Linked DNA regions of Mus musculus: regions 2, 3, 4, 5 and 6 are each linked to region 1. Evidence: chromatin contacts called from public HiChIP or PLAC-seq and promoter capture Hi-C data. All regions are on one chromosome and are shown on one strand. Each heading gives the region's core, a stretch centred on a gene start, on an enhancer-like site or on the middle of the called end of the contact. The rest is flanking DNA. Distances are from core to core; before and after follow the strand shown. Region 1 holds the start of Rsbn1l (round spermatid basic protein 1-like). Region 2 overlaps Dnajc2 (DnaJ heat shock protein family (Hsp40) member C2). Region 3 holds the start of Napepld (N-acyl phosphatidylethanolamine phospholipase D). Region 4 overlaps Napepld (N-acyl phosphatidylethanolamine phospholipase D). Region 5 holds the start of Fbxl13 (F-box and leucine-rich repeat protein 13). Region 6 holds the start of Lrrc17 (leucine rich repeat containing 17).

Region 1 (4,575 bases), core at 688-3,187:
TCAGAAATCTGCCTGCCTCTGCCTCCCAAGTGCTGGGATTAAGGGCGTGAGCCACCACTGTCTGGCTGGATATTTAATTTTTGCCATGCAGACATAACATAGATGTGTTTTTATTTAATAGATCATTAATTCTGCTCCCGGACATTGTTCCCCTCTGCACAAGCAAATGCTTTCTAAAAGAGAAAAAAATAGAAAAATGCATTTTAAAAAGATCATTAGAGCCTTGCAGCAGTGGCACACACCCTTAATCCCAGCACTTAGGAGGCAGAGACAGGCGGATTTCTGAGTTTGAGGCCAGCCTGGTCTAGAGTGAGTTCCAGGACAGCCAGGGCTATACAGAGAAACCCTGTCTCAAAAACCGAAAAAATTAAAAAAAAATCATTAGACTAACTGACACTGTTATGAATGTCCCAATTAGATAATCTAGAGAGGAAACCCCTTTTCCTTTTGTTTTCTTACTTAGCGTTCAGTTTCATTCCAACACTTTCCATGTTGTACCCTTATTTGCTCAGTCACACCACCACTCCCTCATCCCCTGCCCTGGATGTAGACATACTCATTCCCAGGTGAGGGAGATGAAGTGACTTTCTTTCTTATGCTCATCACCTTTCTTTTTCCCATTTCCCTTCTATTTTTATGTTGTGTGTGTGTTTTTAAAACTAGATTACACACATTAGAGAAAATATGCAAAATTTGTCTCTCTGGGTCTAGCTTCAGGGAATACTCTATATATTAACAATTTACTTCTAAAAACTAAAAACAATGAGGACAGATGCAGTGGTACACACCTTTCTTTAATTCCAGCACTGGGGGAAAGGGAGTTGGGCAAATGCAGGAAGATTTGAGTTCGAGGCCAGGCTGGTTTACAGGACAGCCAGGACAATATTGGAAGACTATGACTCAAAAAACAAACGAACCAACCAACCAACCAAAAAAAGAAAAATGTATTTACAAACAGCGTTAGATTTTGATGTGTTCCCCTCACCGAGTCCTAAAGAAGTGGGTTTGGAGTAAAAGAGGAGTAACAACAGACCATTGCAGTTTCCTGAAAGGCAACTGTTAGCTGCGGAAAGTAACTGCTAATGTCCCTCTTAGGGGATCAGAAAACTCCTTTTTCTTGCTGAGCTAATATGATCATGTGTTATCTTTACATTCTAATCTCACAAAAGATCTAAGACTTTAAGGCATGCTCTTGTCTAAAGCTTGAACTGTGTTGTAACCCATTCCCCCAAATTCCTTATCTTTTGAGATAAAAATCAAGGTACATGCTTGGCGAAGTTTCATAGCGCTGACTCTGAAATACAGAACTCTAACTGCATTTTCAAACATTTACAAACACCGCTAGTGGCTTTTTCCTGGTGTCGTTTAAAGAATAATTAAAGTGAAAACCTTTAGCACTCAAGCTCAATTTAAAGCCTCCAAACGGTGGGTGATTTTTATCTTCACGATCGGAAGTGATCCAAGTTCCAGCTCTGCAGAAAACTCTCTTTTAAAGTACGAACTTTTACGACCTTAGTTAAAATAAGGCAACTTTTCACCATTTCTGCCTTTGCTGATCGGACTCTCGACAAATTTTCTCCGAGACGAGCAACCCAGAACTCGTTTTTCAGAACCTGCAGAAGGGACCCAAGCCACCTCAAGGTAAAAAGAGAGAGCGGTACAAACAAGGCAAAGTCTTTGAGCGAACGGCAGCGCTACCTCGGTCCGGGCAGATTCGGGGCTCCCGAGCGACGGTCGGGAGATCCTCCCTTCTCAGCGAGCTCTCCATCAGCCGCGCCGAAAAGACCTCTGACCTCCAAATGAAGGTCCGCTCGGTGACCCCACCCCGACGGCTTCTGTCCGCGTCTTTGATTGGTTTGTTCCGGGATCTCTCAGTTTAGCGCGCCCAATGGGAGCTCGGCCTGGACCTAGGCACCCCGCCCCGCGCCCCCGCTCCGGGGAGCGGCGGAGAGTAAATACAACAGGAGCGCAAAATGGCGGAACCGCCGAACCCAGCTCGCGGCGCCGTGGCTCTCCTCTCTGAGAAGGAAGCATCTGGCAAAGTACAGCCTTCCTCGCGGGAGCCGCCGGGCTCTATGTCTGCCAAGAAGGTTCGCACCGAGGAGAAGAAGGCGCCGCGGAGAGTGAACGGGGAGGGGGGCAGCGGCGGGAACGGCGGGCAGCTGCAGCCCCAGAGCTTCGGCAGCCCGGCGGCGTGGAGCTTCGCGGCTCGGCCCGCCGCCTCCTCCTCGTCCACCTCTCGGAGCTGTTACTCTTTCTCCGCCAGCCCGAGCGTCTCCTCAGCCTCCGCTTCCTCGTCTCAGCCGCTGCCGCGCAAACTGCTGGTCACTCCCTCGCTGCTGCACGCTCAGCCTCACCGCGTCCTGCTCCCGCCCGTCGCTCCGCCGGCCGCCGCCAAGCCGCGCAGACCCAAGGAGAAGCGCGAGAAGGAGAAGCGGAGGCAGCACGGCCTCGGCGCCGCCGCCCGGGATGAGAACGGCGAGGCGAAGCCGCTGCCGCGAGGTGGGTGCCGCGCGGGGGAGGGGAGCGCCGGCGGCCGGCGGGGCTGCAGCCTTCCGCGGGGCCAGAAGTAAATGGAGCCTGGAGTTTCGGTCGCCGACCGGGGGGATGGCTGAAACTCCTGGTTTTCGGTGTCGGTTTCGCCTTCCAGTTAACGCGCAGCAGGACGCGCGTGAAGGAGTGGGTCTAGAGGACCCCGCTCCCCGGTGTGTTTTTGGCTGGGGAGGCAGAAGAGAACAGGTCTTTTAAAGATTACGAAAGGGATCGGACTGGATCGCAGGAAATTCATGTTTGCGACGCAGCTTCCAACGCCAGAATATCCTGTCCAAAAAAAAAAAAAAAAAAAAGTGGGTGGTCGGGTGTATTGGCGGAAGCTGGAAGCTCCCAGGGACCACGGGGACCAGGATGTTTCATCCCTACTAGGGAGATGAGGTCGTGCGCAGGGCACCAAGTGTGCGGTTTCTGAGGTGCCCACATTCCATATTGTTAAAGTGTTTTGCGTGGTCCTGTTTTAAATACTACCCTTCAGAAGCTTTCAGCCATATTCTTTTTTTTTTTTTTTCTTCTTTCTTTCTCGTTCAGCAAATGATAAAATCGGATGTTTTGACGTCTTTTGGCCAGATCAAGTGGCTTCAGAGTGTTTCTGCCGGGGGTGGGGTGGGGTGGGGGGGGGGAATTCCCAACTGTTTTTCAGTTTTCTTTTGTAATGTAAGCTAGCAGAGTTTTCCGTATTTTCTTTAAAATGAGGGGTCATTCTAGTCATCTGTGGATATGTAGAGATCTGACTAATACAAAGTGGATATGGGTTGGAAAGTAGATCTTTAGGTGATCACGAGGTTATATAAATATACGTTGTCATTGTCACACATTGTTGTGAAGTATTCCGTTCTGTTTTGGAATGCTGGTGAAATGCCAGTAACCTTGCTGATCTAATGGTACCTTAGATCTTGAAAAATTATCTGAATAGAAAAGTTCATCATTCACAATGTAAAAGAATGCTAACATCTAAGCCAAGCTAATGGTTCGGTGTACCCTTGTTCCCAGTGTAACGCTCTCCTAGGGAGTTGGAGCATTGCCTTAGGAATGCTTTGAGGATGAAATTTAGTTTCCTTCTGCTTAGGAGTTCTAGATGGTTAGTATTTTAAATCTCTATGTTGCAGTGGTTAAATATAAGATTTAAGTTATAAAATGCTGCAGAGTCTGTCCATGTGCAGTTTGGTATCATTCTTCCTTGGGTAAGCTGCGCTTTTGCTTTTCCTGAGTTCTCTGCAGAAGTGAGTGTAGGTATTACATTGTTGGAGTTTTTGAGTGGTGATAGTACCGGCCTAAAATGTGAGATATATCGATATATCTATATGACTTAGTGAGATGTCTGTTAATGGTGATTTTTTACAGTCTTAACTAACATTTAAAATCTATTTGGGAAGGTTAAAATGGAAAGATCAATTTTGTTTTGCCCAAATCCAAGGTTATTTCCCCATGACTTAGAAAGTCTGTAAAGCTAATTGACCATGTTCGTGAGGCAGAATAAAGACAAGATGCAGAACTGAAAGGAAAAAAAAAATCCGTTTGGGAACGTTAAGATGGTTCAGGCACTTACTGTGTAGCTTGACCACCTGATTTTAATTCCCAGGGTCCCTAAGATGGGGAGAATCAGCTCTCCATATGTTGTCCTCTGATCTCCATAGGTCAGCTGTGACACTAGTGTGCCCTTCCAATAAATGTAGTAATCCCTCAGACTTAAACAGTGATAGTCTTTACATCAAGATGTGGGGAAGAGAGTTCCCATGACCTATATGGGATGATTAGATGTTGATGTTTTGTCTTCAAGACAGGGTCTCTTGTATAGCCCCGGTTGTCCTAGAATCACTATGTAGACTGGGGTGACTTCAGAGGATCTGCCTGCCCTCCTGAGTGCTGGGATTTGCAAAGGCATGGGCCACCACACCTGGCTGTATATTCACCACTAACTTTAAATACTTTTATTTTCTTTTGGACAGAAGGACAGAAACACTTATTTTATTGAGAAAAGATTAAATTTAAAAAGATAGCTTTTCATTATTTTGTTGGACTCTA
Region 2 (4,575 bases), core at 1,035-3,534, 820 kb before region 1:
GATGTTCTTTACTGGCTTGCTTCCCCTGGCTTGCTCAGCCTGCTCTCTTATAGAACCAAGACTACCAGCCCAGAGATGGTCCCACCCACAAGGGGCCCTCCCACCTTGATCACTAATTGAGAAAATGCCTTACAGTTGGATCTCATGGAGGCATTTCCTCAACTGAAGCTCCTTTCTCTGTGATAACTCCAGCTGTGTCAAGTTGACACACAAAACCAGCCAGTACATGCATCAAGGCAGGGAAGTGCAGTGCTGGCTTTACAGTTGTGTTGACATTGAGCACTTGAGCATAATGATAGTCTAATAGCAAAAGGGAGAGGAGGGTCCATTTGGACATTTGGTCTGCTTGCCAGTACTTTTAAAAGTAATGTACATCTAATGTAATTTTATAAGATTTATTTTTCCAATTTTGTCTTGATTTCTTTTCTGTCTGTATTAGGTATAATTTTGATTCTTGGAGAGAATTTTCTTATTTAGATGAAGAAGAAAAAGAAAAAGCAGAATGGTATGTATGTCAGTTGTTAATAAAGGAACACACACACACACACACACACACAGTGGAGCAGAGGACCAAAGCCTCATTTATGTTAGGCAAATGCTACCACTGAGAAATACATCCAGCTTTTCTTTATAAAAAAAAAAGTTGTGTATGTGTATGCTAGAGATTAGTTTAAGACTCTGTTTAAGGTAGGCAAGTAAGCTGCATCCAAGCCACTTTCTATTTTGTTATTTATTTATTATGGGGGACACAGATTAGTCCTAGCCTGGGTGTGGAGACCAGAGGACAACTTTATGGACTGGGTTCCCTTCTAACCTTGTTCCCAGGGGTCAAATTCATACCCTCAGGCTTAAAGGCAATCACTGGCACCATCTTGTCACTCTCCAGCTTTTAAAAAGTGTCTGTTCTCTGGTAATTCATATACGCGTGGGATGTGTTTTGATCATGTTCACCGTCTCGCCTCCTCCCACTCCTCTGGAAACCTTCCTGCCACACATGCTCCTGTCTTTCTGCCCTTCCTTCTTTCACCAGCATGTGCTTGCTTACGTGTAGTTATTTGCTGGATTGTGAGCACCTTACTCATGGCTACACTACTGAGAAAAATTACTCCCCTCCCCCCAGCAACTTTTACCTGCCAGTAGCGTCTCAGTTAGAATGAGTGGCCCTCACACTCTCCTCCTCCACCCATGAGGGCTCTGGACAGGCTTAATCTTGCCACAGCTCTGTGCATTCACGACTGCAGGGGCCCCAGCGTGTTCAGAAGACATTTCACAGCACCCCTGCACATCCTGCAGCTGCCATAGTCTGTCTTCTTCCATTCTGTGATGTTCCTGAACCCTTGGGTGTCAGGGAGTGAGGGCCATACTCTAATGCTCCAGTCAGCTACCCTCAGCACATCGACAAGTTAGGAGTCTGCATTAACCACCTCCTGACTTAGAGAGAGCTGCACAGCCTACGGATATAAATACAATACTTGGACGGCAACTTGACAACATTTTCGTTTAGCAAAACAGTAATAGTTGATTCCCCACTATGGCCTATAACCTTTCTATCCATGAGGTTTTGACCAAGTTTAGATTATCAGTCATGAACTCCATGCTCCAGAGTAGACCTCAAATCCAAATCATAAAGTGGGTGGTTACCCCACAACTGAATCATGGCCACTGTCATCCCAGTAAGCACATTTTGGTAATAGGGGTTTGTTTGTTTGTTGGTTGGTTGGTTGGATGTATGTTTATGAGAACCTTCATGTATGGATATACACAACATGCATGCCTGGTGCCTCAAAAGCCCAGCACAGAACTAGAACTAGAACTTGGAACTAGAGTTGCATGCAGTTCTAAGCTGCCAGTGTGAGCGTTGGGCACCTAAGTTGGGTCCTCTGGAAGAACAGCAATGCTTCAGTTTCTGAGCCTTCTCTCTGAGCCCCAGTATATAAGCCTAGGTGGGGCCAAGTAGGTTAGTATACACCTAAGAAATTGTCAAGGAAAATAGTGTCAAAATAGTTCGGCTCCATAAGGTCTTCTCTTGGTTGCCAAAGCTAGTTTTAGTTTCTTTATTAATGTGTAGGGAAATTCTTTTTACATAAATATCAAGAAAAGCAATGAAAATTAATACTAAATGAAACCACCCTTTAAATAACAGGAATGAGGGATAGCGGCTTCATTGTTAGGACACTTGCACTGAATTTATAAAGTGTTGTTTTCCAGTCATCTGTAGTGCTTGCTTGGTATTGACTTTTTCTGTCTTACAGCCGTGATGAGAGGAAGTGGATTGAAAAGCAGAACAGAGCCACGAGGGCACAAAGGAAAAAGGAAGAGATGAACAGAATAAGAACATTAGTTGGTAAGTAGAGTTAATGGGGTTTTCACAAAAATTTTTTACGTTCTTTGAATGTTAGACATTGACAAGATTACCATATTTTTTGGGTAGATAATGCTTACAGTTGTGACCCAAGGATAAAAAAATTTAAGGAAGAAGAAAAGGCCAAGAAAGAAGCAGAAAAGAAAGCAAAAGCAGAGGCCAGGCGGAAGGAGCAGGAAGCCAAAGAAAAGGTAAGGCTACATGGAGGGCTGCAAAAGGCTTCAGTCCTGAAGGTGGAGTAATTAGAAACGGAATTGAGTACCACTCTGAGCGATGGCTTTTAAGGTTTGATATGGTTGTTACTTGTTTGTTTTGAGATGGGCTCTCACTATGTAGCCCTGGCCTGGAACTCACTAGGCTGGCCTTGATCCCACTGAAATCTGCCTGCCTCTGCTACCACACCAAACCTATTTCTGACATTTTGAAACAGGGTCTCACTTTGAATTCCAGGCATGAGCCACTTATGCCTGGCTTGTGAGTGAATCTTAACAAATTGACTAGGTGTCTTACAACAGTTCCTTACTAAACAAACAAAATACATCATTCAAAAATCCTTCAACTTTCTTTTATTTCTTAAGTTGTTTTGCTTTATCTGAGGCAGGGTCTCAACTATATAGCCTTGGCTGCTCTGGAACTCACTGTATAGACCAGGCTGGCCTTGGAAGATCTGCCTGCCTCTGCCTCTCTGCACCTCTCTGTGCCTCTGTATCTCTGCGCCTCTGCCTCTGCCTCTGCAGTGTTTGGACTAAAGTTGTGCCCACTACACCCAGACTTACTTATTTTTAGTCAGATTTATTTTTATTTTAACTTGTGTTTCTGCGTGAATGTCTGTGCTATATGCTACATGTGTACCCATGCCTGATGAAGGAGGAGAGGACATTAGATGCCCTGAAGATGGAATTAAGGCTTGGGTACTGGGAACCAATCTTGGGTTCTCGAGTGTGCTCTTAACTGCTGAGCCATCTCTCTGGCCCTTGCTTTATTTTTTAACTGCCTGTTTTATATTTCCTTCCTTCCTTCCTTCCTTTCTTTCTTCCTTTCCTTTCCTTTCCCTTCCTTTCCTTTCCTTTCCTTTCCTTTCCTTTCCTTTCCCTTTCCTTTCCCTTTCCTTTCCCTTTCCTTTCCCTTTCCTTTCCCTTTCCTTTCCCTTTCCTTTCCCTTTCCTTTTCTTTCTTTTCTTTCTTTCTTTTCTTTCTTCTTTCTTTTTCCAAGACAGGGTTTCTCTGTATAGCCCTGGCTGTCCTGGAACTCACTTTGTAGACCAGGCTGGCCTCGAACTCAGAAATCCACCTGCCTCTGCCTCCCAAGTGCTGGGATTAAAGGCATGTGCCACTACCGCCTGGCTTTTATATTTTATAATAAGTAAAATTTTATAATTTGTAGAATTTTGTCGGCTCTCCTTACCTTTATTTACCACTGTCTTAGTCAGGGTTTCTATTCCTGTACAAACATCATGACCAAGAAGCAAATTGGGGAGGAAAGGGTTTATTCAGCTTACATTTCCACATTGCTGTTCATCACTGAAAGAAGTCAGGACTGGAACTCAAGCAGGTCAGGAAGCAGAGGCCATGGAGGGATGTTACTCACTGGCTTGCTTCCCCTGGCTTGCTCAGCTGCTTTCTTATAGAACCAAGACTACCAGCCCAGAGATGGTCCCACCCACAAGGAGCCTTTCCCCCTTGATCACTAATTGAGAAAATGCCTTACAGTTGGATCTCATGGAGGCATTTCCTCAACTGAAGCTCCTTTCTCTGTGGTAACTCCAGCCTGTGTCAAATTGACACAAAGCTAGCCAGTACAATCACTAAGTTGATATCATCTTGATCTAATTCATCAAAAGACTGGACATTTAAATAAGATCATAATGCATTTACAAGCACTAGCTTCTTTATTAAATAATGATTTTGCTCATCTTTTTAAAGCAAAGACAAGCTGAATTAGAAGCTGTTCGGTTGGCTAAGGAGAAAGAAGAGGAAGAAGTTAGACAGCAAGCATTGTTGGCCAAGAAGGAAAAAGATATCCAGAAGAAAGCCATTAAAAAGGAAAGGCAGAAACTTCGGAACTCGTGCAAGGTATGCCAGACTGCTGGGGTAGCTGCTCGCATGAGCGCTCGCCTTGAAGCGTGAAAGTGCTTCACCACGCATAAACACATGCATGTGTTATCTTGAAATGCATATTTGGAGGTTTGCTCTGTTTTTATTTGATTTTTCTTT
Region 3 (4,575 bases), core at 790-3,289, 750 kb before region 1:
TGTAAATTTACTCATCTTTATTAAAAATGAGCAATTCAGAAAACGAAGAGTTAGCCTTACGTTCTGAGTGTTCCACTTCCTAAGAGAGACATAAATAGGAAAGGCAAATAAAACTCACTCAGTTCAGCAGGTCAGAGTCTAAAATTAAACCATGAGTAAAACGCTTAGGGTGCAATGTTCATTCTGTCCTAAGTGAAGGAGAACAAACTGGAGAGGGTTTGCTCTGCAGGATAGAATTTGTTGTACTGATTTGCTTCCTTTGGTTTCTCTAGGGAAAACAACGAATTCTTCCATAGTTCTGAAACTTCTGTAGTGTTTGCTGGGTTGGGAAAACAAACCTTACTGCATACTGTGATCCTTCCCGACACACACTGGCCTTGCTTATCTAAAACACTAGCTCCCTGAGGACTCCTCTCTCCACCATGCTAAGAGGCACTCCATTTTCATTTTCTGACTCATAGACTCATATCTTGTGCTGAGGTAACTACTCTGTGAACATGGCGGCATGTCAAACTAAACCTTTTACTTTTGTATGAAAATGCTATTGTGGTTGTGAAACCCAGAATATTTCTTCTTAGAAGAGTCAAATGATTTAAGCATTATTGTATCAGAAATTTATCCAAACAGCATGACAATGCAGACCCATTTTTTGTGTATATAAAATGTGTTCACAGTGACTGATGGAATAAGGGCAAGAAATGACATGTTTAAAGTTCCCTAGCAAGGATGCTAGGAATCGAAGCAGTAATAGCAGTCTGTCCTTTGGGGTTGAATTTGAAGTGTGTCTTCCCTTCTTTTTTAAAATTTGCTAATGCATGTCGAGAATTATTCAGCCCCACCCAGGCGCAAAAGAGCTATCAGGAATAAACTTTAAACTTTTGCTAGTTTTACACTTAAAACTAGCAAAAGGAAAACAATCAGTTACAACTGCAAACTACCCTGAGGAAATCAAGTATACATCGATAGTGTCCTGCAGTATTAGATAGCTATAGTCACTTTCTAAATGCATTATAGTTTGGTTTGCATATTCCTAGCGTATCTGTACTAATGCCTGGTCTTTCTTTTCTTTTTGCTAACACAATCTCAGACACAATCTATTTAGTTCTGGTCTATGAATATATCTCACAAAGACCTTCAAGAGTATTTAAACTGTCAGCCTATCTATTTACCATTGAATTCTGTATGACTTTGCAAGTTATCTCTTGAAATAATTTCAACCAGTTAAGAATTTCAGAATTGTAATTTTATGTTTTGATCTTATCCTGAGATTTCAAAAAGCCAGACATTTAGAACATTATATGCCGAAGGCTGACATAATTTAAAATGTAACTGAGTACACAAGGTAGTGGAGCCATTTATACTCAGTACTCACTATATATAATCAGTGTCTGTAACCGAGCTCTTTAGTCAAGACTGTCAGTGCTGTTGTACATAGTGGGCCACGACAGGCACATTGGGCAACCAGATTCTTCTGGGTTTAGCAACTGTCAAGGAATGAGCTCACGTGACCTGGAAGGCTGGGAGCCAAACTGGTCAGAGAGCTTTGCGGTATCAGTTCTGCTCGCTGCGCGGACTTTACCAAGATGGCCTCGAGGCCTCTGCGCCTCTGTCCTCCGGGGCAGCCATCTTGGTAAAGGCCAGGCAGGGGGTGGCTCCCGGTATGACCCGGCTGCAGCCTGGGACCGCATGGTCAGAGACGACCGCCACCAAAGATGGGGAGGCGGCGCGTGCTGAGGCGCTGCGTGCAGCTGTTGGTGTCCTCAGCGGAGCTGGGGTGGCCGGGCCGAGGGAGGAGAGACGCGGGAGGAGGGCGTAGAGCGGCTGGGCCCGCAGAGCCGAGGCCCTCAGGCGAGGAGACGCGACGCAGCGCGCGCCTGCCTGCGCTCCGCGCAAGGTGAGCCCGCCCCTTCGCTCCACCCTCGCAAGATGGCTCCGCCCCTCGAGCTTCCGCTCCGTCCAGCAGCCTCGCTTCATCCCGCCCTCTAACCAACTCCGCCCCCCGCCTTCCAGCGCCGCCCACCGGCATGGCCCCGCCCACATACAGCGCGCCGCCTTCCCGGGAACCTGAGCGCCTGCGGGTGAGCCTCCCTGCTGTTAGCCTGGATCTTCGCGGGAGGCGGTTCGGCGACCGCGGTTCCTTTTCGTTGGTTTGCTCCTTAGTCTCGATATCTGCGTGGAACAGCCTTTCTGGGGCTGTTCGGATACCTCGGTGAAGTGCAGCGGGTTTCGAGTAGGTTTCTAGCACCCAAGCCCTGCCTCCTCCTGGAGATGCACTTGTGAGTGGCAGGCTTCTTTTGAATTACCGCACCTCTGGAGTTGCGGAGCTTGCATCTCTGGATCCGCTTACGTGAAGAGCCACCGCGTTTTTAGGCGCCCAGAGGGAAGTAGCTGTATTTGGGATTTAAGATCTACCCTTCCTGCTGCAGACTCCCTGGTTACAGCTCCACGATAGGAATACAAGTGGGTGTATCTTCATTTGGTTGTATGTAAATGAATGGGGTCCACAACTTGCTCAGAGCAACTTATTTCAGCTTCGGTGTAGTATTTATGTCCTAAAAAAATCCATCCCCAAAGCATTATTGCCGTTTTTCTTAAAGTAAGAGTAACTTATTTAACCACAGAATGAATAAAAGTACGAGGCGGGATTAGAGAAGGATGGCAATAGACCTTTTTCTTTCTTTTCTTTTTCCTTTTCTTTCTTTTGTACTGTGTTTGCTCATTAGATCGGCTATTCTTGATGGCGGTTCATATGGACTCCTCTTCCCAAGGAGCGCGGTATGAACCCGGTTGTTGTGAATATGCGTTCAAGGTCTCCAGTGGAACCTGGATAATGTGTACTAACAGTCAGACCCAGAAAACATTAAGGGATTGAGAAAAGTCAACAACATAAAAAAAAAAAAGTCTGGGATTCTTGCTTTGCCCTTACTGTAGGCTGTTTATACGTTGTTATGCTGTGACTTGCATGGGTGGTTTTGGCTTAGCATGAAGTCAGAAAGCCACTTTTGCAACACACTTCTCTTAAATTAAGAAATAATTTTCATCTTTATTAACAGATGGACGTATAACAGTTCTGTTTTGTCACATTGGGTAGAAGTTAGTGGTAACAACATGATTTAGAAAGAAGTTACATAATCTTTAAAAGGGTGATTACTTGTATCTTACAACAGTCTAATTAAAAAAAATAGTTTGATTTTTGTTGTAAGGAAATGTTAGCTCTGTTAAAGATTTAGGGCAAAAATGTGCATTTAAAATCAGAATCTAAGAGGAATCGAGGGTTTGAAATGGGTGTAAGTCAATTGGAAATACAGTCATAATTTTCAAAGATTTTATTTTGTTAATATTTTTACAGGCTTCATCCCTTCACGAATTATATAGCAAGTGTCCAAGAGACAAACATCTCTAGTGTATTTATCATGTTTCCTTTTCCACCCACAATTCCAAACTCGATCAGACAGATTCTGATTCCAAAACTGATGATTTTTTATTTTTTATTTTTATTAGATATTTATTTACATTTCAAATGTTATCCCCTTTCCAGGTTTCCCCTCCAAAAACCCCCTATCTCCTCCCTCCTCCCCGTGCTCCCCAACCCACCCACTCCCGCTTCCTGGCCCTGACATTCCCCTACACTGGAGCATAGAACCTTCACAGGACCAAGAGTCTCTCTTCCCATTGATGACCAACTAGGCCATCCTCTGCTGCATATGTGGCTGGAGTCATGGGTCCCTCCATTTGATCTCTTTGGTTGGTGGTTTAGTCCCTGGGAGGTCTAGGGGTACTGGCTGGTTCATTTTGTTGCCTCCTATGCAAAACTGTTTTCTAATGTTTGTTCAGTGGGACTGTTTAAAGACATTTTAACGTAAGGGTTCTGTCATAAGGTCAGGGATGTTTTATTGGAAAAGGTTTTGGTTATACTTTAGTTCTTTGAGTCACTCCTACCTATTTGTTTGAAAGAAGTCTTATATTCTTTTAGGTATTTAGAAAGCCAAAGGGATTTTTGTGGAAATTTAGTTTATATTTTCACTTTAGTTTGTTTTCTGTGTGCACGAGTGCGTATGTGTATTTGTGTGTGCATGTATGCGTGTGTTTCTCTTAGTGGTGCATAGCTGTAGCTAGAGTGGGGTCTCCCATTCCTTTTCATTCTATATGAGTAAGAATGTGGCTGCATGGAGCGCCCTGTCTATGTAGGTACTATAGATTAAAATAAATACAAGTAAAAGTGGTTTAATTGAAGTACTATTAGGCATGTATAACATTGGCATGAAAATCAGTTCCAGTGATTTCCACTGCAAGGTTGAAGCAATCGTCTTTTTTTTTTTAAAGATTTATTATTTATTTATTTTATGTATATGCATACATTGTATGCTGTACAGATGGCTGTGAGCCATCATGTGGTTGTTGGGAATTGAACTCAGGACCTCCGCCTACTTCAGCCCAAAGATTTTATTTATTATTGTATGTAAGTACACTGTAGCTGTCTTCAGACACACCAGAAGAAGGCGTCAGATCTCATTACGGATGGTTGTGAGCCACAATGTGGTTGCTGGGATTTGAACTCAGGACCTTCGGAAGAGC
Region 4 (4,575 bases), core at 1,351-3,850, 730 kb before region 1:
TTTCATAGTGCCCAGTGGTTGGCTCCCAGTGTCCACGCCCAGTGGTCGGCTCCCAGTCAGTGGTTGGCTCCCAGTGTCCGTGCCCAGTGGTCGGCTCCCAGTGGTTGGTTGAGATTTTGGACCCATCACTGATGAAGGCAGAGCCCCCATGATCCAGTCACGTCACAGAAGTTCCACCCCTGAAAACAGCTCTGTTGGGAACCAAGCCTGTAACACGCGAGCCATTTGGGGAGGCTGGGGAGGCTTTCTATCCAGATCATAATAGTACTTCTGCTTACTCTGTAGAATGGCACTCACACAGACACGCTTATGTCTAAACGCTGGCTAGGGAAATAATGTTTTAGGTTGCAACAGTGAAGGGACTTTTGAAAGGCTTGGCTGGCAGGTCGATACGATAGGGAAGGCGAACACTTTTCTTTCTAGCAAGCAGAAATACTGGATCTTAAAATCCTGTTTTGCAGCCAGAAGTTTTGAATCAATACAGACATAATAAATGCTCTCATATGGTTGGGGAAATACCATTGGCTGAGAATGGTGCTTTCTAATATGTTTTGTTGATTTTGTTAAACTTGGTAATGTCCCCTTTCCTTCTTCCTTTTGCTTTTCAAAGCTTCTCGCCGAGGGACATGGATGAGTATGAGGACAGCCAGTCTCCAGCGCCAAGCTATCAGTATCCAAAAGAAACACTGAGAAAGCGCCAGAATTCAGTGCAGAATTCAGGAGGAAGTGTGTCTTCTAGGTTCTCCAGGAAAAGCTTCAAGCTGGATTACAGACTAGAGGAGGACGTAACTAAATCAAAGAAAGGAAAAGACGGGAGATTTGTTAACCCATGGCCAACATGGAAAAACATCTCCATCCCGAATGTGCTCAGATGGCTGATAATGGAGAAGAATCACAGCGGCGTTCCAGGTTCCAAAGAGGTGGGCAGCACGTGGCTGGTGTGGAATGGCTGTGTGCTTTGTGTACATATACATGACTTAGTTTGTCTGGGAGGTATGGGCCTCTACTTAGTGATTTGTGGTGTTTCTGTGTGATGAGACATAGTTGTAAGTTTTGAAGAAACAAATGGGTCCTATGACCACACCCTGCGGGTCCTGGGCAGTAGCACAGAATGTGTAAACAATCTTTCCAGTCTGTAGCCAGAGGCTGGGGTAAAGTGTTTTAGAAACAGAGGGGTGGAGTGGTCAGATCTGACTGGTAGGGTTGGAGTATGTGTGGTGGTCCTAGAAAACTGTTTTGCAGAGGTTTTCCAGATGAAGATGAGAAAATGCATGATGCATTTTAGAAAGTAGAAGTTTGGATGGATCTTGCAAAGTAAGCCATGACCTAGAGTGTGCCTTTAATACTTGTACTTGGCCGATGCTGCTATAAAAAAAATCTTTTGATGTCCTTTGCAGAGCTGTGAAGGCTGACTGTCTGTTAGCCTTTAAGGACAGTAGCTTTGCTATGGTGTCATTTGTCCCCTTTTAGCATAAGGTAGGCTTTGGCAGGGGTGCATGAGAGGGTGACCGTTCCCATTACAGGGGCATCTTCTTTCCTTCAAATCTTCCTTAGTTTCCCCCTGTACTTCCTGACATCTTTCTTTAACTCTGATCCTGCCTACCCTTTGGGGAGTTAGGGGCACTCCTGAAGGCTTTGATCTACAGTGGGAAGAGGTAAGGGGACTGTGCCAGCGGAGGTGGATTCTGGCATTAGATCTGTTTGATAAATGTTGCTTGTCTTTTTTTAAAGGATATAGGATTGGAAATCTTATATGGTGCCAGGAATAGTGGTGCACACCATTAATCCCAGCATTTAGGAGGCAGAGGCAGGTGGATCTATGAATTCAAGGCCAGCCTGATCTACATAGTAAGTACCAGGACAGCCAGGGCTATACAGAAAGGCTCAAGAAAAGGGGACTAGAAGCGGGGAGAGATGGGAAAAAAAGAAATCTTCTATCACTTCCATGCTAGAAATATTCATAGTCATCTTTATATGGTATATCTATATCTCTCTCTATATATAGATATGCATGTATACAAACACATATATGCATATATTTGCTGTGCTGCAGATTAAACCTGGGGCCCGATAAATTGCTTTTGTTGATTGAGACGGGGTTTTGATCTGTAGCCCAGGCTGGCTTCAAACTTGTAAAATTATCAAGTGCCATGAGGAGTGTACCACCATGCCTGGCCTCGATATTTTTTTAAGATCCTTCTGAATTAGGCTAGAGATTAATAGATAAACATTTATATTCAGAGCTTTTTAGGATGAGGCAAAGGGACAAGGAAACTGTCATGTTTGTTTTTGTTTTTGAGACTCAGCTTCCTATGTAATTTACCGGAGCGTACTGGAGCGTACTGGTGCTTACTGGAACTTACTGGTACTTACTGGAACTTACTGATAGCCCACACTAGCCTTGATCTTGTGATCTGCCAGCCTCAGCCCCTGACTGCTGGGTTTACAGGTGTGTACCCTCTCACCTGGCCTCCCCCCTCGCCATCCCCCTTGATGAACTCCATCTGAGAAGAAACATTCAACCTGGGAGGAGAGGGCTTAGGGTGTAAGGTCAGGATGGTGAGTTGTGTGGTTTTTGTTGGTGTGAATCTCTTCCTTGTTCTGAACCACAGCTTCTAAAAATAGAGGTTGTCAGTGAGAGGTTCAGTGCTGGCTGTTTCATTTGGAAGAGTCAGTGGCTGCATGAACGTACAGTTGTAGTTCTTCAGGTTTGAGAGATTCTAGAAATTGGATTGACTCTGAGGACCTACCAGGCCAGTGGGTCTTAAGGAAATATTTGTCCCTCCTGGAAACCCAAGAAAAGCCATAGAGGAGCACTGCCCCTGGCTGCACTGGTGTGGATCTTAGGGCCGCAAGTCTCTCCGTTCACTCGGTTAGTTAGCTGGTATTTACTGAGCATGTGTTGTGTGCCGGGCACACTCTGTTATGTGCTAAAACATGAATAGACTAAGTCAGCCAGCTGTGTGTGTATTAAAACACCAGAGGAGTGGTGAGTCAGCAGAGATGTGAGAGGGAGGGCTATGTATGGCTGCATTCTTCAGTGTATTAAAAAGATACCAAAGGGACTCATATCTTTGAATATGCCACTTAAGAATGAATTCGGTATAATCTGAAAGAAAACACCTTTGCACTACTCCAGTGTGTGCCTCACCGATGGCATCTTGTCTGTCCTCTTCCTTGTCTTCTGTGAAAGCCTAGAGTTAGATGAGATGCATGCTGGCTTCCCTTACTTCTGGGAAAACTGTAACTTTGTGTTTAAACACATTAAAAAAAACCATGCTGAGAGGAAGAGCATTTCCCCAGGGCAGTGACAGATCCCAAATCCCCAGACAGAAACAATAGCAGGACAAGTAGGTGAGGGCCCGAGACCTGAGGTCAGCTCAGATTTAATCAGATTTCTGGAGGTCATTTTATGAGTAGATCATGGCCTTAAGTCACTACTCGGAAAAGAAATTAATATTTACATAGGATAATTATATATTATGTTATTTATAGCATGTTACAGTATATTGCATTTGTTTACCTACATATCTGAAAGTGCTGTAAAGGAAACGTATGATTAATGTGCACACTAATTGATAATTCTAAAGAAAGTGGGTCAGAAACAGGATACACAGTTTAGTTGTCAGGCGAGAAAGAGTTTCTTCCCTGGGCCATTCCGGGTGTCTGTCTGTCTGTCTGTTTGTCTCTTCTGGAACATTAGGGCAGTGTGTCGGTCAGCTCACAGGCCACACATTGTTCAGAGACTGTTGTTGCTTTGTGTTGTTGTTGGCTCCGTGACATTGTCTGATTGTTATTATGATTCATAGTCACCTACAGAGGGGAAATGAAAAATAACCCTGGGCAGGCAGCATGTTAGGGGGAGGGAAACAGATGACTTGTGAGTTTCATGACTTGGAGGATGCTGTCAAATTGGCAAACAGGCTGCCCCAGCGTGGCTGGGTAAAAAAGAGTGGGGCTCTGGGAGATGGGAACCAATTTTATGCTCCTCCCTGACTGTGTGGCCTTCTTTCTCTCCCAGTCCTGGGAGACATTCCTCTGTGGTTTAAATCTTACTTGACCTGCACAGCTCATGTGTTAAAGGTTTATTCTTCGGCCTCATGCTATTGAGAATCGGTAGAAGCACTCAGAGGTAGGGGCGGTAGGAAGTCTCCTGGCCATTGGTGGCATGCCCTTGAAGGAAAAAGTGGGACTCTCATTCCTTTCTCCTTTCTTTCATTTTTGGGCAGGAATGTAAGGGACTTGCTGTAGATCCCCCACCATGCTGTGCTGCCCCTCATGGGCACAGAGCAACAGAGCCACTTGATGGTGGCTTGGAATCTCCAACACTGAGCAAACCCAGACATCTTGCTGGTACCTACTTTCTAAAATTTCACCTGGACATCTTGCTTTTGTACTCATCCCTGTAGTCAGTCCCTAGCAGGTGTTTTCAGTCTGAAAATACACTTTCTATACTTTCTTCAGCTGCAGGCAATTCCTTTATCTACTCATTGGAAAATTCCATCCTTTGTTTTGTTCCAAAATGTCTAGGTAGTCTTTGTGTACATTGGACACAGGAAAAAAAATTCCAGTACA
Region 5 (4,575 bases), core at 779-3,278, 690 kb before region 1:
CCTCAGTGGACTCGGGCTGGGATTAGAGCTAGGCAACACCTTCCTCTCCTGGACCAACAAACTTCACAGGAGGAATTACACACTTCTCAACAGTTTAAGGAGAAGAAGAAATAGATTTCTCTCAAATGCAAGGGTAGAACGTTGGGAAGGGGCTGTGGGCAATCGATTTTTAAAGCTGTCTGACCCTGGTTTTCTTTTCAGTACCAAAGTGTAGTGGTGGATGCTGTCAGACCCAGCAACCCCGGAGATGGAGACAGGAGAATCAGAAGTTCAAATTTTCTGCTATGCAGTGAGTTCCAGGCCAGGGACACATCAGATCTTCTGCCTTAAAAAAGCAAAACAAAAGACCACCACCACCACCAACAACAACAACAACAAAAACCCACCAAAGTATTCTTGTATAGAAATATTTGACAGAGAGAAAAAACAAACAAAACCACAAAAAACCCACACACAAACAAGCACCCTACAAATCAGGCTTTGTAAGGGCAAATGCTCATTTTCAAAAACTGCTTTCCTCTGTGACCAAAGGGGAAGGTTCTGTGCACTCCCCTTTCTTACAGCATTTCCTGGAGGAAATGGAAGGCTGGAATATAAATCCATGGTTGTTCCTGGTCCCTTCTAGTAAGTGCAAATTTTGAAAAGTAAATGCTAGTTGTACAACCCAAAGATGTGTTTTCTACCTGCCTTTAAAGGTGCCTTATTTTTGTTCTAGGGAAGGGCAATTAGCTCCCACCAACCTCAGTTTAAAAACAAATATATTTCTCTACCTTTGAGGCAAGCAGGTATTGGTTGGCAGGTTTTATTTCAAATAGTTTTTCCAACAGTTTTCACGACTTAAGCCATCCTTTTAGAAGGGTGTGTCTCCTGTTGGTTGTGGTTCTTATTCCCAACACACACACCCCGGTTGCAGGGACGCTACGGATGACTTAAAGGTACTTCCCAGGACAGGTGCCACAAAGTGCTGGCAGAATTGCATCTCAGGGATCCATTCTTCACATAGCACGAGCAAAGTTTCAACCCAGGCTTGAGGCCCCTGAGAACCTTCTCACAGTAAGGGGCATCTCTTTGATAACAACACAAAAGCTCAGGTAAAACTTTAAAATGAGAGGCAATCTACTTGGCTCGGAGAAACCTCAGCTCTTGGCTGTGAAGCCGAAGGGAAGTAACAGGACACTTCGGGCAATGTTTTCAGCTCTTATTTTAAACAAAGAAGTGGGAGCAGGGAAGCGGCTCAGGACCCACCCAAGGCAACCTGGGCTTCCAGAGTCGTCTGTCTACCTCCAGCCTTTCTCCCCATGCAGTCGCGGGTGTCTAGGGCACCTCCAACCCAGCCTGGCCTGAGGTGGGTCCGGAGCCCCGAACCAGTCCACCTGCCGGGCAGCCCATCGCCTCACCTGCGGATCGCGAAGGGCGCAGTCGGCGACCGCCTCGCCGCGGTCCCCGAGTCAGCCGGTAGATACAGTAGCAGGCGCCGGCGCCCAGGACCAGCCCTGCTGCCACCCAGCCCACGTCCCGCGCGCCACCCATGCTGCTGCCTCGGAGCTGCAGGGAGCCGAGGAGCCAGGGCCACACGCAGGTGCAGCTGGGCCAGAACCAGCCCAGAGAAAGGAAATGGGGTTGGAGCTCCGCCTTCCGGAAGCCGCCCTGCTAAAATCGGAAGCCCTCCCACCCTGTGTGCTGCGGTTCCTTTCACCAGGCAGGCGGGATGCCCCTAGTGCAAGCAGCTTTTTCCTGGACCAAGACCGGGACTGCGGCGCGTTGAACACAGACCCTAGCTCCGCCCCAACACTCACTCTCCCGTCCAGCCCTCTCATTTTACCCGGCCCCGGCCTGTACTGTCCTGCCCCGCCCCTCCCCGCTCTGCCCCGCCTCTCTGCACTCGCCCCGCCCCTCTCTGCCCCGCCCCTCTGCAATCGCCCCGCCCCGCCCCAGTTGCCCCGCCCCCTCCCTGCTAGGTTCTTTCTTCATCTCGCGAAAGGCTTGGACTATTTGGCACCTCCTTTGTGGTTGCTAGGCAACGCTCCGGCGCGTCTCTCCTCCTCAACGTGAACAGCAGTAACCTATGAAACGCATTCTGAGTCCTGCTTCTGACCATGGCTTCACTACGCAGTGCCACCCCCAGGCTAAGGAGCTACTTCAGGGACAAGTACATTCCTCAAATCTGTGAGGTACTGCAGCCACATAGCCTCTCACACAGTGGGCGCGGGGAAAAACTGGGAGAGGCAAGGAGATTCCCGGAACTGGAGCTAAGAAGGAGCAGGATGGGGAAGCTTGAAGTCAATTTAGGGTAACTAGAGAGAGAAGGGTAGGTTAGAGAAGACCGAAGGGTGCCGGTGGCTAAAACCAAGCCCAGGTGGGGATGACAAAGGAAGGGGACGGGGGAAAGTGACAATCTGCAGGGGGCGCAAAGAGCACAGGGCCTGGGTTGGAATCTCCAAGTGTCAACTACTAAATTCTATTATGGAAGAGCGTCTTGAGCAAGAAGTGAGTGGTGAGCCACTTGAAGACAAAAGACTTGAGGGGTTCTGGGTGTAGGCTTCGCCCCGCCTCGTTGTTAGCAGGAGGGAAGAAGAGTCACCTGCCTCTACACACAGCTTCACAACACACCTTTTTAGAGATCGCCACCAAGCAAAACCTGAGGTCTTGGTTTCAACAAAGAAATGAATTTCGGGGCCAACTTGTATGAAGCAAAGCTGGCTTCATTAAACGCAGGAACAAAGGTGCTCCAGTAGAGAGAGTAGAACACACCTGGTCAGACAATTGCGGGCTTCTGAAGGGAGAGTCGACCTTAAGTGTTGTCTTCACAATGCTGACATCAGTATTTTTTCTTGTGACTTTCAAGGTTACATTTCTAAATGTTGCCAAGAAACTACTACCCCTTTTCTTTTTCTTTCTTAATTTCTTTATTCACTTACTTCCCGATTGCAGCCCACCCCTCTCCTCCCCTCCCAGTCCCTTACAAGCCCCTCCCCCACTACCCCCTTCCCCCTATCAGAGGAGAAGGGAAAACCCTCCTTGGGTACCACCCCAGAGTCCCAGAAGGATAAACATTCCCCTTTTATTAACATCACCCAAAGAGTATAGTCTGTAACAAAGTTAGATTAAAAACCGAAGTTTCTTTTTCTCTCAGTAACTAACATATAGTGCATTTATGAACAGCTTCATTTAGTTCTGGGAGTGGGGAGGCCAGGAATTCAAGATAATGTGTCATTTTGACCTTATGTAAGCAGAGCCTAATTACTGGCCTCGACATCCTTGGTTGAAGTGTCTGGAGATACAGCACCCAGCCTCAAGTGAGCACAGTTGAAGTCCATTAGGTTCTTACCCGCAGACTTAAAGTCCTTTCTGAGCAGTGAAAGTAGATCAGTTCTGAAGGAGCAGGGTTTCCTCCTCTACCTCCGCCTCCAGTCCCCTCCAGTCCCCTCCAGTCCCCTCATTCTGCCCTGCCTCGGGAGGACAGTATGGTATTGAAAACCAGGTTTTGTACTCCTGGGGGCAGGGAGCTGAGAAATCACTGGTGACTCCCATTTATCTGTATGTTATGTTACGCGGTGTATGTTATGTGGTGATACAGCGGGAGTTCTGAAATGGGGCGAATGAGGGAGTTCTAAGGGAGAGAGAAGAGTGCCATTCAACCTCCAGGGCAATTGGGCACAACACTTCCTTTTAGGATGGCTTTTCCCCGTGATTTTATCCAGATGATCCCTTCAGTCACCTCTGCTCACACATTAACAGCAGGGGCAAGACAGGTTTTGGGCACACTCATTCACTTTCCCTCAGACCATTAAGGTGACTTCTATTCTGCCAGGTCTCTCTGTACTTTGTACTTGTTGCAGTTATCTATGCATGTTTGACCTCTTCTGAACATTGCCTGTGTGTTCTAAGTAAACCTAGTTGTCCATCCACAACACTGTTTCCCTACAAACCTGTGTACACTCTGATAAAGGAAAAACCCAAACCAAAGCCTACCCATGCCAGTGGTTTGTAATGGTTTGTAAACTCTTACTTGCCAGGGAGACTGAGGCTGAAGCTTGCTTGAGCCCAGGCATAGGGATGGTAAGACTCAAAAATAAAAAACACAACCAAAAAATAAGCAAAATAAAACCTCAACACCAAACCAAACCAAACCAAAACCACAACACTTGCCTGATCTACTAAGCTTATTGAATCTGCTGATTGATATTTAATTTTCATTGGTTTTGGAACCAATTACTTAAATCTATTGTTATTTTTACCCAATTCTTTTCTATTATAGGAATCCAATCATGAATATAATAAAATTCTACCCTTGTCCTCTGTTTTAGCTTTTGTCCAGCTACCTCTTTTTTGTCTTCTGGATGATATTTTGGATATTTTTCATTGACTTATTTAGTGGATTGCTAACTTTACTAATTCTGCTTTTTGTTACATCTCATCCCATCTGTTGAATACAATAAGTGAAATCTTAATTGTAGATAATGTATTTTTCAGTCTTGGAATGCCCATTGATTCCTTTTAATGCATTCCACTTATTAAAATTATAAAGATACTTTTTCATCTATTTTGCTATAATCTCCTGTTTTCAAACATGTT
Region 6 (4,575 bases), core at 688-3,187, 590 kb before region 1:
ATCCTCACTGGGATAGGGAAGTTATAGTAAAAGCATTAAGACTCTGATTATAACTCAGTTTGGTCAGAGTCCAAATTCTTGTGTATTTTTCATGGTGTGTACTGTCTGTCTCACCACCCTCTATCTCTACATTAAAGCAATGTTATGAGAAATGGCACCCCAAGCTCAGAGAGAGAGAGAGAGAGAGGAGAGAGAAAAGAGAGAGAGAGAAGAAGAAGGAGAAGGAGAAAGAGGAGAAAGAGAAGGAGAAGGAGAAGGAGAAGGAGAAGGAGAAGAAGAAGAAGAAGAAGAAGAAGAAGAAGAAGAGAGAGAGAGAGAGAGAGAGAGAGAAAGAGAGAGAAAGCATTCTCAGTCCACTGGGGGGCTGAGGAGAGGGGTGTGTCTTTGGATGTTAGCGAGTTCTCTCTTTCCAGGTCCAGCCCACTGCCACTGTGGTCCAAAAGCTGCTTTGGCTCTTCTGTGGAATCTCATGCACACAGCTATTCCCAGAGGGGAACGTGTGTTCTCAATCAGTAACTCACCTCGGAATAGAGCCATTAAATCATATAGACTTGAGTTTTGATTTTAGGGCTAAATCTAACCTATGGGCAAGGGTTGCATATCTTATTTCACATTTATGTTAAGATAAACTTGCTTTGCAAGCATCAGGAGAGGTGGAGGGGCATTCTCTGCCTCCTTCTAGAGTACTCGATGGCCGCTAAGCTGTTGCAGACTCCAGACTAAGAGCGTATTGGTAGTTATTGCACAAGGAGGCAGCAAGAATCCTTACATTTTTAAAGAATGCCATGCTGAGGAGGGCTTAGAAGCTTGTCCACAGAGTGTCCTGAAAATGCCAGCCCTTACGTGGTGGAACAGACACATCCTAAACCAACCCATGCCCGCCCGGTCCCCTTTCTTCTGGAAGCTCTCATTTTGGTCATTGTGGTAATGGCATCTTTCCTGTTCCAACTCCAGTGAGATTGACAGCCTCCTGTGTAATTTTTATTTGTCTCAAGTGTTGCCCACTTAGCTACTCGATGTTCTTAGCCTATGTTTAACTCCTGAGTACATATCAGTCTGAACCGTTATTTTTAATTATCCTAAGGACATCATTACTCACAAAGCCATGCACGTTGAAATCTCTGGCTTTTAAATCATTTTTTTAATCAGACCCATTTTTTATTTGTCTCAAGTGTTGCCCACTTAGCTTGCTGCGTAAGGTTTTGTCTTCTTTCTGCCCTGATTCCTCACCATGATGGAACAGCTACTTTCCATAAAATGCTTATGAAATGTTTATCTTTCTCAACAGTTCATGTAGTAGTTTGGCAAAGGTAAGAGCTAAAAACTAGAGAGTAAACTCTAACTTGGGTTTCAGCAACAGACTTTCAAATAATATGCATGCAAGACTCCACCCACCCTCCAGCCAAGAAAAGTGTTACCCCATCAAGTTTCATGGAATCCTCCCAGATAGCCTTTCTTTCCCTTTGACATGCAGCCATGCATTATCTTCTCTATCACTGACACCCCCTTCACGTAACAGCAAGAGAGACTGCAGCTGTAAAACTGCCGAACATCTGCAAGCAGAGTGCACGATGAATACAGCTTTCGGTCTCTTTGTCATAGTGGCTCAAGAAAGACTTGAGAAAAGCTAAGTATTTGACTCTCCTTCCTCCCCTCTCTGCCCCATCGCCCCAGGTACTTCCACAACTTACAGAACCTCAGTCTGGCTTACTGCCGAAAGTTCACCGACAAAGGCTTACAGTACCTGAACTTGGGGAACGGATGCCACAAGCTCATCTATCTGGACCTTTCCGGCTGCACCCAGGTTTGCCTCCCAGTCTCAGTCTTCTCTGTCCTGCAGCAGGCGAGGACGTCCTCCCGAGAGCCAGCTGCATCCAGCCCTCATGTTGCACTAATGCTGTGCGTGGAGCACAGAACACTCTGCTGAGGTTTTAAATTACATGGCCACAGCTGCTTCAATTTTCTCCAGGATTGCTACTATAGGCGCCTGGCTTCTGTCCACAGGCGCGTCACATCAACAAACAGGCAGAGCTCATTGGATGATGAAACGGACCACTTCTGAGAACAGTTTGAGGGCAGAGTCCAAATCTCCAAAACTTTATAGAGCCACTAAGATACAAACAAATGGGGTGGGATACACAGGATTCCTGACAAGGCAGTTAGGTCCCCCGTGGGCTTTTCTCTGGGTAAAATGCTACAAGCAATAAATGTGAGAAATAGAAGTCCCACATAAAGGACCGTAAATGTTTAAAACTGCATTACATACATATCCTAAATATTACAAAGATGTGAGATTCGGGTGGGAAACTGTTTGAAGATGAAGGGACAGGGATTGGGGAAGTTGGGCAGGCAGTCATGTGAAATATATGGCATTCAGATGCACTCGCTACTTCTTCCACAGTTCCTTCTGCTATCTATAGTTTCCATAGACTTAAGCTATCCTTCCTGTGACCAATTTTCTCCCATTTCTTCGTGTCTCAATATTGATGTCTTCAGTAGTATACTATGTTCTTCATAATGCCACACAGGTGAGAGCTGGTTAAAATAAATGTCTAACCACAACCAGCTAGCTGTAGTTGCCAATGATTGAGCTGTTTTTGTGTTAGGTGAGACATCACTCTTTATACAGTGGATTCCTTGTGAGGGTTTTGTGCCCATTTACCAAAGTTCCAAGTGGTAGAATAAACCGGCCAGTTTTGCCTAGAAGCCTATGGTGTAGGTCACATGATAAGCACCTGGAGGCGGACACCACGGGGCAAGGAATTCTTATGCAGCTGCACTGTTCCCTGAACATGACTTCCTAGTGTTCTAGGTATGAGAGGTGAGAAGAGAAGACTTGTCTAAGGTTGAAATAAATGTACAGAATGGATACTTCCGTGAACTAGCGTGCAGACGTGCATTAGTACCAACCAGGACTTAAGTTGGAAGTACCCTTGTTTTCCTCATTGTGGCTGGATTTCTGATAGCTTTTTGACCTTGGCCATCTGATGTCTCTAAAGTACTTATTAAGAAAACCTGGGACTGTAGGAATTGTACATTCTTTCTCTGCTTTCCGTTGAGAGCAGCTGCTTTAAAAAGCTTTGTTATGGTTTTACAGCCTAGGAATGTCTTTCTCCCAGATCTGGGAGCTGTCCCTTTGACACAATCTCATCAAAGAGGATAGTGTCTCATCTGTGGGAGGGTAGAACACTACCTCAGATGAGACCCTAGGAAACACAGACCCCCCCTACCACAGAGAAAAGTGTTTCTAAGTACAGAGAGAAATTTGTGTGCTCAAAAAATTCCTCCAGCCAAACTTGCTAACTGTAAGTGTTTTAGCACTTTCCCTGCATCTCACCTTAAACAGTCTCCCACAGTAGGCCTTATGTTGTGTACATGCATATTGTGGCCACAACACACATAAACTTGTCTATGCACACACACAAACACATTCATGCCGCCCCACGTACACACATGAACAAACATGTACAAGCACACTCATTCCCATATATACTCATACATACACATGCACACATCTACACACATCTACACACACACACACACACACACACACACACACACACTCTCTCTCTTTCTCTCTCTCTCTCTCTCTAGGCAGTTATTAGCAGATACAGTAGAGTCCAAGTAAGATTCTGTGCTCTACTGCCAAACATACCTGATCTGTCATTGAAAACTGAGCTAATGTTTAAAATTGTAGGGTTTTCACACACACACACACACACACACACACACACACACACACACACACACACACACATACCTAGATTTAAAAAATAAGCGCAACCAAAGGCTAGAGATATTCATATTGTAGGGGGTGCACTCCACTATGGTAGCAGTGAACTGGAGCTGAGTCAGCCGTTTCCCTTTGAGCCGGGGCATGCTTGCATCTTCATTTGCAACCTGGCCTCTGTTTGATAATGTTCTTATGTATGTGTGATTATACAGACAGTGATCTCATCTAATGCATTGCCTGTGTGGCCTCAGTTGCTATTTAAATTTGGTCTGAATGTGTAAGAATAAGACTCTTGGGTTGGGAAGAAAGCTCACTCAGAAAGCCTTGCAAGTGTGACCTGACTTCAATCCTCAGAACCAAGATTAAAAACCAAACCAAATGCAGAGGTGCTAAAACGCTTCACTTGTAATCCCCTACCAGTGGGAGTCAGGGAGAGAGGATCCCTGGGACTTGCTGGGCAGCCAGCCTAGCTAACCTAGTCACAAGTAACCAACCTACAAGATGAGCGCCAGACCAGTAAGGCTCAAAAAACCAAAGCAGACAGCTGATGAAGAATGATACTCAAGACTGATCTCTGGACTCCACGATCACACACATGTGCACATGCACACACACACACACACACACACACACACACTTGAACATGTCCACAGGTGCATACACAAACACAAATGTACACATTCATAGATGCACACATATGCACACACATGTGCACAGCATGAACACAAATGCACACACATATGCATGCTTAACATGTACATGCACACATGTTCACATTATGAGCACATGTATGCATGCATACATGATGTACACACTCATACACATACACACAAGAATGAAAC

The links. Promoter capture Hi-C pulls out the DNA fragments that hold promoters and counts their contacts. HiChIP or PLAC-seq counts read pairs in DNA pulled down with a chosen protein or histone mark.
Region 2: an H3K4me3 HiChIP or PLAC-seq map of bone marrow-derived macrophages shows a contact between it and region 1, with 9 times the contacts expected there. The contact joins the enhancer-like site here to the promoter of Rsbn1l in region 1. A contact is called at or near these places in 3 of 39 promoter capture datasets (the C10 cell line and liver) and 3 of 115 datasets of contacts at active chromatin or transcription factors (bone marrow-derived macrophages and large pre-B cells).
Region 3: a contact with region 1 is called in a FOXA1 HiChIP or PLAC-seq map of pancreatic cancer cells. The contact joins the promoter of Napepld here to the promoter of Rsbn1l in region 1. A contact is called at or near these places in 11 of 39 promoter capture datasets (the 3T3-L1 cell line, the C10 cell line, embryonic stem cells and 5 more), 5 of 484 Hi-C or Micro-C datasets (CD4 T cells, embryonic stem cells, muscle stem cells and 1 more), 10 of 115 datasets of contacts at active chromatin or transcription factors (the SCID.adh cell line, astrocytes, bone marrow-derived macrophages and 7 more) and 3 of 9 other capture datasets (adipose tissue, liver and macrophages).
Region 4: a contact with region 1 is called in a promoter capture Hi-C map of hippocampal neurons, with 2.1 times the contacts expected there. The contact joins the enhancer-like site here to the promoter of Rsbn1l in region 1. A contact is called at or near these places in 7 of 39 promoter capture datasets (the 3T3-L1 cell line, hematopoietic stem and progenitor cells, hippocampal neurons and 3 more), 7 of 115 datasets of contacts at active chromatin or transcription factors (astrocytes, bone marrow-derived macrophages, large pre-B cells and 3 more) and 1 of 9 other capture datasets (liver).
Region 5: a promoter capture Hi-C map of pre-B cells shows a contact between it and region 1, with 8 times the contacts expected there. The contact joins the promoter of Fbxl13 here to the promoter of Rsbn1l in region 1. A contact is called at or near these places in 19 of 39 promoter capture datasets (the 3T3-L1 cell line, 3T3-L1-derived adipocytes, the C10 cell line and 12 more), 1 of 15 datasets of contacts at CTCF or cohesin (large pre-B cells), 7 of 484 Hi-C or Micro-C datasets (CD4 T cells, the HPC-7 cell line, cranial neural crest and 2 more), 19 of 115 datasets of contacts at active chromatin or transcription factors (the NIH/3T3 cell line, the SCID.adh cell line, T-cell acute lymphoblastic leukemia and 15 more) and 3 of 9 other capture datasets (adipose tissue, embryonic stem cells and liver).
Region 6: a contact with region 1 is called in a promoter capture Hi-C map of cranial neural crest. The contact joins the promoter of Lrrc17 here to the promoter of Rsbn1l in region 1. A contact is called at or near these places in 2 of 39 promoter capture datasets (the 3T3-L1 cell line and cranial neural crest).

What each region holds. Positions count from the first base shown.
Region 1 is chr5:20,949,184-20,953,758 of GRCm38.p6, reverse strand. Rsbn1l (round spermatid basic protein 1-like) reads left to right here and starts at 1,937. Exons shown (of 8, transcript NM_001080977.1): 1 at 1,937-2,502. The coding sequence starts at 1,974. A630072M18Rik (RIKEN cDNA A630072M18 gene) reads right to left here and starts at 2,770. Exons shown (of 1, transcript NR_030699.1): 1 at 1-2,770.
Region 2 is chr5:21,766,415-21,770,989 of GRCm38.p6, reverse strand. Dnajc2 (DnaJ heat shock protein family (Hsp40) member C2) reads left to right here. Exons shown (of 17, transcript NM_009584.4): 7 at 440-505; 8 at 2,253-2,344; 9 at 2,432-2,553; 10 at 4,285-4,434. Among named protein-coding and RNA genes, the nearest start is that of Dnajc2, 16 kb to the left of the region's middle. Within about 2 kb of position 2,284, at least 8 of the 459 cell types and tissues checked have an H3K27ac peak or open chromatin away from gene starts, as enhancers often do. A contact at or near this core is called in bone marrow-derived macrophages, where this site is marked.
Region 3 is chr5:21,698,860-21,703,434 of GRCm38.p6, reverse strand. It overlaps Napepld (N-acyl phosphatidylethanolamine phospholipase D), which reads left to right and starts at 2,039. Exons shown (of 5, transcript NM_178728.6): 1 at 2,039-2,230.
Region 4 is chr5:21,679,501-21,684,075 of GRCm38.p6, reverse strand. Napepld (N-acyl phosphatidylethanolamine phospholipase D) reads left to right here. Exons shown (of 5, transcript NM_178728.6): 2 at 611-920. The coding sequence starts at 627. Among named protein-coding and RNA genes, the nearest start is that of Gm51277, 7.9 kb to the right of the region's middle. Within about 2 kb of position 2,600, at least 46 of the 459 cell types and tissues checked have an H3K27ac peak or open chromatin away from gene starts, as enhancers often do. A contact at or near this core is called in bone marrow-derived macrophages, hippocampal neurons and memory CD8 T cells, where this site is marked.
Region 5 is chr5:21,643,058-21,647,632 of GRCm38.p6, reverse strand. Fbxl13 (F-box and leucine-rich repeat protein 13) reads left to right here and starts at 2,028. Exons shown (of 21, transcript NM_001199632.1): 1 at 2,028-2,171. The coding sequence starts at 2,097. Armc10 (armadillo repeat containing 10) reads right to left here and starts at 1,627. Exons shown (of 6, transcript NM_026034.5): 1 at 1,398-1,627. The coding sequence starts at 1,530.
Region 6 is chr5:21,540,889-21,545,463 of GRCm38.p6, reverse strand. It overlaps Lrrc17 (leucine rich repeat containing 17), which reads right to left and starts at 1,937. Exons shown (of 4, transcript NM_028977.1): 1 at 1,745-1,937. Fbxl13 (F-box and leucine-rich repeat protein 13) reads left to right here. Exons shown (of 21, transcript NM_001199632.1): 12 at 1,675-1,804.